3 separate regions of the Sus scrofa genome follow, and regions 1 and 3 are each linked to region 2. Evidence: chromatin contacts called from public HiChIP or PLAC-seq and promoter capture Hi-C data. All regions are on one chromosome and are shown on one strand. The core of a region is the stretch at or near the end of the contact, and the rest is flanking DNA. Distances in the headings are between cores, read along the strand shown. Region 1 holds the start of TMEM208 (transmembrane protein 208). Region 2 holds the start of RRAD (GTP-binding protein RAD). Region 3 holds the start of FHOD1 (FH1/FH2 domain-containing protein 1).

Region 1 (3,077 bases), core at 118-2,617, 260 kb before region 2:
CTCTTTTTTTTGGCCACACCTGAGGTGTGTGGAAGTTCCCAGGCAAGGGACTGAACCCACACCACAGCAATGACCCAAGCTGCTGCAGTGACAATGCCAAATCCTTAACCCAAGGCACCAAAAGAGAACTCCCCAATTTTTTTATCTGAGCCGCACCTGGGGCATACAGAAGTTCCCAGGCAAGGGGTTGAATCAGAGCTGTAGCTGCTGGCCTGCACCACCACCACAGCCATGTGGGATCTGAGCCACATCTGCAACCTATACGACAGCTCACAGCAGTGCCAGATCCTTAAACCACTGAGTGAGGCCAGGGATAGAACCTGCATCTTTCATGGATCTTAGTTGGGTTCATTAACCGCTAAGCCACAAAAAGAACTCCCTCATTTAATTTCAATTGGAGTTTTCTTTTCAGGCTTTGGCTGTCACATACCACCACCACTCCACCCCACCAAACAGAGCTGAAGACTGCGGGACCCTGGGTGGGCACATTAGCAAGGAAGCAAGCACTTACGTTGGCCCCCAGTATGATCCGCAGATAGAACTTCAGGGTCTCTTTGTTCTCCTCAAATATCTGCTTCTTCCCTCTCGTGCCCACTTTGCCCTTAGGCTGCAGAGAGATGGTGAGATGCTGTCAGAACCCTCGTCAGCCAGGGTCTTCTCTACTTTCCCACCATTCTGGTTAGCTACAGAGTTCCATCTGTACCTCATCTGACATCCCCATGGTGCTCAAATCTATTACAATCCTTGGAATGTCCACCTCTCCAAACTGTCCTGCTTAGAGCTGACACCATCTTCCCTGCACACGCAGCAATGACTACCTCCTGCTCCGGATGGGAACAATCCAATACTAGGACAGTATCTCCTGGATCCTCTGATAACTCAGTTGTGAGCGGACAAACCCTTTAGAAGGGACTCCTCTGAGTGGGCTTGAATGGTGCCCCTCTTGGGCCTCTGCAGGAGTAGACCAGATCTGAGCTGACGCGGCGTAGGCCTCTCAAACCTCTAGCTAGTCCTGATACTGTCTGGTACGGAAGCCTAGCCCACTCGGGCAAGACTTCTGGTAAGGTCCTTCGCCTCTCCACTGCCCACCTCGATCTGGTACGGCCCAGCCACTGGATGGCGCCCCTCTCTGGCCGACCCACGTCCCTTGCGGTCCTCCTTCTGTTTTCAGTCTCTTGGCCCCGGGACCGCTTTGCCATGACGACTCCGCCCCACCCGCCCTCCTTACCGCCATGGTGCGACGCAAATACCCAGGCTGGGAAAGAAGGGAGAACGACAGAAACCGCAGTCACTGGATAACACATCGGCAGCAAGGCACTTCCGGTGCAGACCCAAATCGTCAGCAACTGGGACGGAAATGGGACGTCCACTTCCTTCCCAAGCTCCGCCCAGCAGAGTCGGCCGGACTACACTTCCCAGAAAGCATTGCGCGGGGGCGGAGGCGGCAGGGATGCGATGGCGGAGTCGCTGCCCCTGGAGGTGAGAGGAGGCCGCCCTCTGGCCTAGCTCGGGACAGACCCCGCCCTCGGGGTCCCAGGCTGTGGGGAGGGCTGTCAGATAGCTCGCCTGGCCCCGCCCGTCTGGCGGAAACGACCCGATCGGGAGCTCCTAGGACCAGCAGGCTATGGGTAATGGCCCCGCCTTTGGGCCACTCCGTCCGCTTACCTTGAGGGACCATCCTCTCCGTCCCCATCGGCCCCAGGAGATTGTTGCTCTTTCACCTCAACGAGGACAGGGCCTCTGCCTACCCCCCATCTCTTGCGATGGCCGCCCCTCCCCCTCAATTCTGGAAGATATCGGCTCCATCCCATCATCCCCAAGGGTAACCCTATCTTGTCCCCATTGGCCCTTGGAATGGTCTCTCCATTCCCTCCTCCCAGAGAGACGCCGCCCCCGCCCCCGCCCCCCTCACCTGGCGGTGGGCAACTGACTGCCCCTTCCCATCAACTTCAGGCATGGTCTCTGAGTTCCTTCCCTGGGGAGAGGCCTGCCCCCGGACTCCTTCTGCCCATAGTGATGGCCATCCGTACCCCCTTCACCCCATAGGATGTTTTCTCTTTCCTTAGCCGGGAGCAAGACCACTCTGCTGCCATTGTCCGTAGAGAGGTAACAGATTTTGTCCCCAGTGGTCTCTTTCGGTGGCCTCTCCATCCTTTTTGCTCTGAGACTTGGCAGCCCCCTCCCACAGCCCAAGGGAGACATGCCACCCTTTCCCCACTGGTCCTTAGAATGGTGCTCCTTCCCCTTAGCAAAAACAAGACAGCTCCAACCCCAGTGAGCCCCCTGCCATGGGATCCTTTCCTCCTTCTGCCCCAGAGGATATCTATTCCATCCCCAAAGATCTCAGAGATGACCAGTCATATCTCTAGTAGTTCCTTGGGATGGGGTTCATAGCATGACCACTCCTCCCTATCGTTGCCTCTTTTGGTCCCTCTGGAAAGGCCTCCTCCCTTCTCAGCTCAAAGAATCATGCTTCCTCCCCTCAGTGAGGCCAGCTTTATTGCCTTCCCTTTGCTCCTTGGGTTGGTTGCTGAGCCCCAGAAGGCAGGATGGCCACTATCTTACCTCAACTGAGACAGGTTTTCCTACCTTCCCCTGGGAACAGGGGTTTGATCAGTCCCAGTCCCCATCAGTGATCTCTTCCCCAGGCTCAGCTTCCCTGGCCCAGAGGCTGTTCTCCCAGTAATGATCTGCTTTATATTCCCACCCCTTCCTTGAGCAAACCTTTGGTGAATATCAAGGTAAAAGACCATCCATCCTTACTTCATTCAATCCGTAAGTGTTGGCTGAGTACCTTCTGTGTACTGGGGATCAGAAAAGGGAAGAAGAGATCAGAATGCGCTGGTGAGGTCAGGCTTAAGGAAGAACATTCCAGGGAAAAGATCCACATAGGCAAAAGGAAATAAGGAAGTAGACAGGCTGTGTTTGTAGGTTAGTGAGGAGACTGGGTTGGGGAAGCTCTTGGACAAGAGGTCCAGTCAGGCCTGGAGGCCTGGCCGCACTGGCCCAGGAGAAGAGATTTTGTTTTGAGGGTACTAGGGAACGCTGAAGGTTTTCATCAGGAGTGCACTGAAACT
Region 2 (3,056 bases), core at 94-2,593:
GTCACCTGAGCCCTGAATGGGTACCCCTCACCCCCACCAGACTCATCACAAATAAACGTCAGACTGATAGCAAGTACCTGTCCCAAAGCGCCTCACAGCTTGCGTGCCCTCAATCGTCACACACCCTAAATGTGAGCAAGGCAGCTTGTGGCTGGGCACCCTGAGGCTGGGAGGGAGGCAAGACCTAGGAGCCTGAAGGCAGATTCAGGACTGGAAACCAAGCCTCCCCTCTGCGCCCCGGCACCCTCCCTAGGTCTGAGGAGGGACTGATTTCTCTGAGCAGTGGTAGCTAACCCACCCCTACCCACCTACTCTACAATGGTGCCCCTCCTGGATGGGAGTCTGAACCTCCAGATCCTGGAAGTGCCTAGAACAGCAGCCCCAGTCTAAGGCTAAAGGGAGGGAAGGAACATTGAGGACTCAGAGTGGCTGGAGCCAGACCTGACCCTGGTCCAGTTCCACCCCTATCCGCTTCTGCTGGCATCTGACACCTGTCTGCCAGGATCTCCCCAACTTTGGGCAACCTCCAGCCCAGGAGCTGAACGACCAGGGCCAGGTATTTTTAGCAGAGTTGCTGGCAGCTGCCTGGAGGGTATGGAGGTGGGGGAGGTGGTGCTGAGTTCATCCTTTTCCTTCTCAGGGCCTGTACTCCCTCCCCAGGATTCAAGCTTGCACCTTTACCTGCAGCACACTGCCAAGAGGGCCGCCCTTCCCCGCCCACCTCCTCCAAACAGCTCTCCAAGTGTCCTAGGGGTTCAGGTGACACTAACCCTTATCCTGAAGGGCAGGGCCATCAGGTAAAATCTTCAACTCCCAAGGGCAGGGAGGACAGTGGGAAGGACCTGGGGTGGAGGCTAGAAGCCCGGATTTAGGACCTCTAATGTCTTGCTCAGATATGGGCCAGCGGGGAATGGGCAGAGAAGGATGAAGTCTGTCCCACCTGTAACTGGTCTGCTTGCTCAGGCAACAGGCGGGAGGGAAAGGAGAATTCACTTTTAAAGGACGAGACCTCCTTCTTCCCTAGAGGGGTCTTGACGCACTTGGCTGGTCCCCCACCCCCTTGTCCCCACCCGTGAACCCCCCCAACTCCTCCGCACCATTCATACACTCCCCCTCCCTCTCGCTCCTTCCCGGCCCCCCTCCCCATACACACACTCGGGCTCTTTTGTCTGCGGAGTCGGGCGGGGCGTCGGTGGCGGAGTCTGCTGGGCGGGCGGGGCGGGGTCTGAGTGGGTGCGAGGCCCTGGGAGGAGGGTGGGGGTGGGGGATTCCCCTGGGGGGAGGGGGGCAGACACGTCACCCCCGCACCGCGTGGACGGGGGCGAGCGCGGGGGCGGGGGCGGGGGCGGGCAGAGGCTTAAATAGGCGTCTCTGGCGGCCAGACCCAGTGTGGACTGAGAAGGCGGCGGCGGCTGCGGCAGCGTCGAGGGTCCGCGCCTGGGGCTGTGAGTGGATTGTATCCGACCTACCTAGTCCTGACCGTGTCCGTGCGTGAGTGGGTGAGGGTCCTGGCAGGGCGGGGTGGGGGGGGTCGCACCGTCTGGGATGGATGAGTCAGGAGGAGGGGTCACAGGTCCTTGAACCCAATCATCTTGCTGAGCCGGGTCGGGTCCAGGCTCCATTTCCACCGCGGCTTACGCGGCCATCCCGATTCCCGTTGCCCAGACGGCGTCCGAGACGATGACTCTGAATGGCGGCGGCAGCGGAGCCGGCGGGAGCCGCGGCGGGGGCCGGGAGCGCGAGCGCCGTCGGGGCAGCACACCCTGGGGCCCGGCGCCCCCGCTGCACCGCCGAAGCATGCCGGTGGACGAGCGCGACCTGCAGGCGGCGCTGGCTCCGGGCGCTCTGGCAACGGCCGAGGCCGGGACCGCGGCCCAGGGTCCGAGGCTGGACTGGCCCGAGGGCTCCTCTGACTCGCTCAGCTCCGGAGGCAGCGATTCAGACGAGAGCGTTTACAAAGTGCTGCTGCTGGGGGCCCCTGGTGTCGGCAAGAGCGCTCTGGCGCGCATCTTCGGTGGAGTAGAGGATGGGCCTGAGGCGGAGGCTGCAGGTGAGGGGCTGGGACTCCAGGGGAGGGGAGGCCGGGTTAGGGCCGAGGGCTAAAGGACTGATCAGGATTGAAGCAGCAAATACCAAAGGGACTTTTTTTTTTTTTTGAGGGCCGCACTTGCGGCATGTGAAGTTCCCAGGCTAGGGGTCAAACAAATCGGAGCTACAACTGCTGGCCTACACCACAGCCACATCAACACAGGATCCGACCTATATCACAGCTCACAGCAATGCAGGATTCTTAGCCCACTGAGAGAGGCCAGGGATCGAACCCATCTCCTCAGGTTCATTATGGATGAGCCATGACAGGAACTCCCACCAAAGGGATTCTGAAGGCGCTTTGAGAAGCTGCCTCCACCTACCCATTTCAGATGGGGACAGTGGAAGAAGGTACCCCCCAGCCTTTAGTTAGGAAATGCCTCAAGTAGAAGGTTCAGAGCATAGGTGTGATTACTCTGTAGGATGGAAACAGAACATCCCTCCCTGCCAGGACCAGCAAGAACACAGCCAGAGGAGTTTCTAGGAGAGGAGTCCTAGGTAACCAAGGTCCCCAGGGGACACTTGTTCTAACTCAGGTCGTTGTGGTCAGAACCACCCGGGGTCCCAGGCAGCAGGAGGTCAGGCAACACAGGAGCGGCCCCCTGGGGACATTGCCACCTTGGAGAAGGGATATCCAGGGGCAAGGTCAGGCACACCATGCCCTCCACGGCTCCCCCCTACCATTCTTCAGCCCTGTCACTTCTGTTGTCACAGCAGTCATCAGTGGAGGGAAGGTTAGAGGAGCTCTGGGGAGGAGTTGGAGGTTGTGGCCAGAGCAGAAAGCCTGGTGGCATGGAGGAGGGGGAGCTTTTGGCAGCCAGCAGGTAACCTGACTACCGGTCTCTTGCCAGGGCACACGTATGATCGCTCCATCATGGTGGACGGAGAAGAGGCATCGCTCATGGTCTATGACATCTGGGAGCAGGTAGGACGCAGGCTGAGGGCCAGGGCAGGGTTGGGGTAGGGGC
Region 3 (3,104 bases), core at 31-2,530, 280 kb before region 2:
ACCCGGATTCAGAGCCGTGAGCGGCCACAGTCCTCTAGGGACACCGTTGCGTAGAACTGGCCGGAGGCGAGGGTGACGGGGTCTGCCAGGGACCGGGGTCCAGGCGGGAGGAATGCGGCACTGCCACTGGAGTGCCCGCCGGCTGTAAGCAGCCGACCCTGGGTAATGAGGCCGCGGGCCCCGGCATGCCCCGTGCAGACTGCAGGGGGCAGTGCGCCACCGACTTCCGCGCAGCCCTCAGAAGCTTGAGACCCTTCGCGCCCCCGCCCGCACCAGAGCTGCGCACGCGCACTGGGCTCTAATAGAAAGCCGAGAGGGACAACTGTCCCCGCCGTCCCCAGAAACCCCAAGGCCCAGATTGGGCCCATCCCATTCCAAGCTAAGAAAGAGGTTGTTTCTCTTCATTTACCAAACCGAGGGGCACTCGGCCTCCCTTTCCTTTAGAATACAGTGAACTCGTCTCACTTTTTCCATGAGACTCAATGAAGCAAACGTTATCTTTTAGGGGATCTTCCCTAAACTGTGGAAACCGCACCCTATCGATTCCCTTCAAACTAAGAGGGACCTACCCACCTTTTCCCCCAAATCTGAAGGGCCTTTCAGCTTATCTCTCCCCAAATAGAAAAGGGCCGATTCCACTTTTCTTTGCAGCTGAAGGGCAACCCACCCAGTTCTTCCCTCAAATTGAGTGTAATAAGTTCACCTCCCCGCAGAACTTGTCATCCCATCCTTTTCCCAGAGTGAGGGGCACGTCCTTCTTCTTCCTCCAATTAAAGGTAAATGATCCCACCTTTTCCTTCGAATTGAGTGTAATCTATTTTCACTCCTTGCTCCAAGCTGAAAGAGACCCATTCCCTTGCTTTCCCCAAATAAGGGGAGCCCATCCACTTCATCCATCCCTCAATTGAAGGAATCAGGAGCATCTCGTCCTTACACCGAGAGGAACCTGGCTACCCATGGTCTTAAGAAACTTCCAACCCACCTTGCCCTAAGAAACCCCAAGAGAGCGCAGTTTCACGGCCCCCAAGCCCAAAGAGCTTCCCAGATTCTGCGCGCTCTCGAAAGGGGTGTGCGCGAGCTCGAATTTTCCTGCCGGACTAGCCAATGAACCAACAGGACTATCATGCCCTCTGAATTTCTTGGCTGCAAGCTCCGCCACCAGCGGTGCTTGCTTCCACCTCGCGCGCTGGGAGACTACTATTGGCCCCACCCCCTTCTTCGGGCCCGCCTCCGTATGGCTCCGCCCCTCTCCCCCAGCGTCGGGTCTGGCCCCGCCCAGACAGCAGAACTAGTTGAGTAGACGCCGCGGCTGGGCCGGGACCCGCCCAGAGGTGCGCGGCTCGAGCCAGGGTCTGAGCCATGGCCGGCGAGGAGGACCGCGGGGACGGGGAGCCGGTATCAGTGGTGACCGTGCGGGTACAGTACCTAGAAGACACCGACCCTTTCGCATGTGCCAATTTCCCGGAGCCGCGCCGGGCCCCCACCTGCAGCCTGGACGGGGCGCTGCCCCTGGGCGCGCAGATACCCGCGCTGCACCGCCTGCTGGGGGCGCCGCTCAAGGTGAGGGGAGCGGGAGAAAAGCTGGGGGCCACCAAGGGTTCAGGGTTGGCGCCGTGAAAGCCTTTGGGTGCTCTACCAGGAAAGTTTTGGGTTAGGTACCCAAGGTCTACGTTGCCTGGCTTGGGGGGCCGCTTCTCAAATTGAAGGAAGCTGAAGAAGGGAGGTGGTTGTGCGCGCCACGCAAGCTGTCCCTTGAAAATGAGGCCCACCTGGGGGAGGCGCTCGGGTTTCGCTCGCTGCCTTTTTGCCTGATTAACTGCTCTGGATAGGGTGGCGGTAGGTGTTTGGGTGGTAGCGGACCTAGGAGGCGGAGCTGAGGACCGGCTAGCTTTCATCTGCTTCAGGTGAGGTGGAAGCGGGACCACGAGGAGGGGCGGACCGGGGGCGGGCCACTGGAGGTGTCTAGAGGCTGGATTGGGTCCTGCTGGGCTGAGTGTTGTCCCTGCAGGTGGAAGTTCGGCTTGGGAGTGCGGCGGCGAAGAGACTTCACGGGGTGAGGGGGAGTCCCCGGGAAGCAGCCTGACCCGGGACACTGGCGGGAGGCTGCACTGGTGGAAAAGTCCTTTGAGTCACCGCCCCCACCATCCCGTGCAGCTGCCGGCAGCCGCCGGGGGCTGGAAGGGAGGGAGCAGGCCGGGCTAATTTTAAACTGCCGGCCTGCTCTAGTTTGCCTGCGCCCCAGAGCCGACTCGTGCACAGTGCCGGGAAAGGCCCATTTCCAGATGGCCGGCCCTACCTCCCCTTCTGCTAGCCGCGCAGCCCCCCGCAGGCGGCCTTTTCCGGTGCACTTGGTTTCCGGGCCAGAACTCTGCTAGGCGCACTACTACTCCTCGCAGTGTCCCACCAGCCATTCCGCACCAAATGATGAGGAAGAGAGGAGAGAGTTGATGGGGGTGCCCTCCGCTGCTCCCAGGCTTAGCTGGACGCCGAGTTGCGTAAACTTGCCCCCCGGGCCCAGGGTCTCCCCTGGAATGTGCCCCAGGCGCCGGGCCCCCAGCTTGCATTCCTAGCGCTGCGGGGCAGCCCCGCCTCCAAGCGCAGGCGGGAGAGGTGCTGAGACTATTGGCCTGGGGAGTGGCGCGTGTCTGAGCAGAGCCAGGGCTTTGAAGACAAGGACTGAAGAGTGTAGCATGTTGCCCTCTCCAGAGTTTTGATGCCACTCCTCCTTGTCTTGCCCTGTTCAAAGGAGCAAACTGAAATGGGCCTGAAAGAAGCACCTCCAGCCAGAGGCCACCTCCCTTTCAAGATGGGCGCAGGGGAGAGAAGGGTACTGAACTGAGGCCAGGTTCTTGTTTCCAGGCTCCCAGAACTCCTAGTACTGAAATAAGCCTGGAGCACAACAGAGAACAGAGTATTCCTCCCACTCCAACTCTAGGACAGGACTTAGCCATAACACCCCTTTTCCCAATTAGGGGCAAGTTTGGGAGGTCAGCTATAGGAGAGAGGCTCAGAATTACCCTCACCCCTCCCCCTCATTTAGGAGCACACCACCACCACCCCCTCACCAGGTGCTCTGCCTTCTGTTCTCTGCTCCCTTGCTGAAA

The links. Promoter capture Hi-C pulls out the DNA fragments that hold promoters and counts their contacts. HiChIP or PLAC-seq counts read pairs in DNA pulled down with a chosen protein or histone mark.
Region 1: a promoter capture Hi-C map of fetal liver shows a contact between it and region 2, with 2.3 times the contacts expected there. The contact joins the promoter of TMEM208 here to the promoter of RRAD in region 2. A contact is called at or near these places in 1 of 5 promoter capture datasets (fetal liver), 1 of 47 Hi-C or Micro-C datasets (heart right ventricle) and 2 of 2 datasets of contacts at active chromatin or transcription factors (alveolar macrophages and skeletal muscle).
Region 3: an H3K27ac HiChIP or PLAC-seq map of skeletal muscle shows a contact between it and region 2. The contact joins the promoter of FHOD1 here to the promoter of RRAD in region 2. A contact is called at or near these places in 2 of 47 Hi-C or Micro-C datasets (embryonic fibroblasts and heart right ventricle) and 2 of 2 datasets of contacts at active chromatin or transcription factors (alveolar macrophages and skeletal muscle).

The regions. Positions count from the first base shown.
Region 1 is chr6:27,862,627-27,865,703 of Sscrofa11.1, reverse strand. TMEM208 (transmembrane protein 208) reads right to left here and starts at 1,367. Exons shown (of 5, transcript XM_005664411.3): 1 at 1,229-1,367; 2 at 512-607. The coding sequence starts at 1,234. LRRC29 (leucine-rich repeat-containing protein 29) reads left to right here and starts at 1,233. Exons shown (of 7, transcript XM_013998260.2): 1 at 1,233-1,479. The coding sequence starts at 1,233.
Region 2 is chr6:27,603,414-27,606,469 of Sscrofa11.1, reverse strand. It overlaps RRAD (GTP-binding protein RAD), which reads left to right and starts at 1,343. Exons shown (of 5, transcript XM_021094029.1): 1 at 1,343-1,445; 2 at 1,666-2,050; 3 at 2,940-3,013. The coding sequence starts at 1,681.
Region 3 is chr6:27,881,253-27,884,356 of Sscrofa11.1, reverse strand. It overlaps FHOD1 (FH1/FH2 domain-containing protein 1), which reads left to right and starts at 1,280. Exons shown (of 24, transcript XM_021094071.1): 1 at 1,280-1,560. The coding sequence starts at 1,360. SLC9A5 (sodium/hydrogen exchanger 5) reads right to left here and starts at 1,194. Exons shown (of 15, transcript XR_002344560.1): 1 at 1-1,194.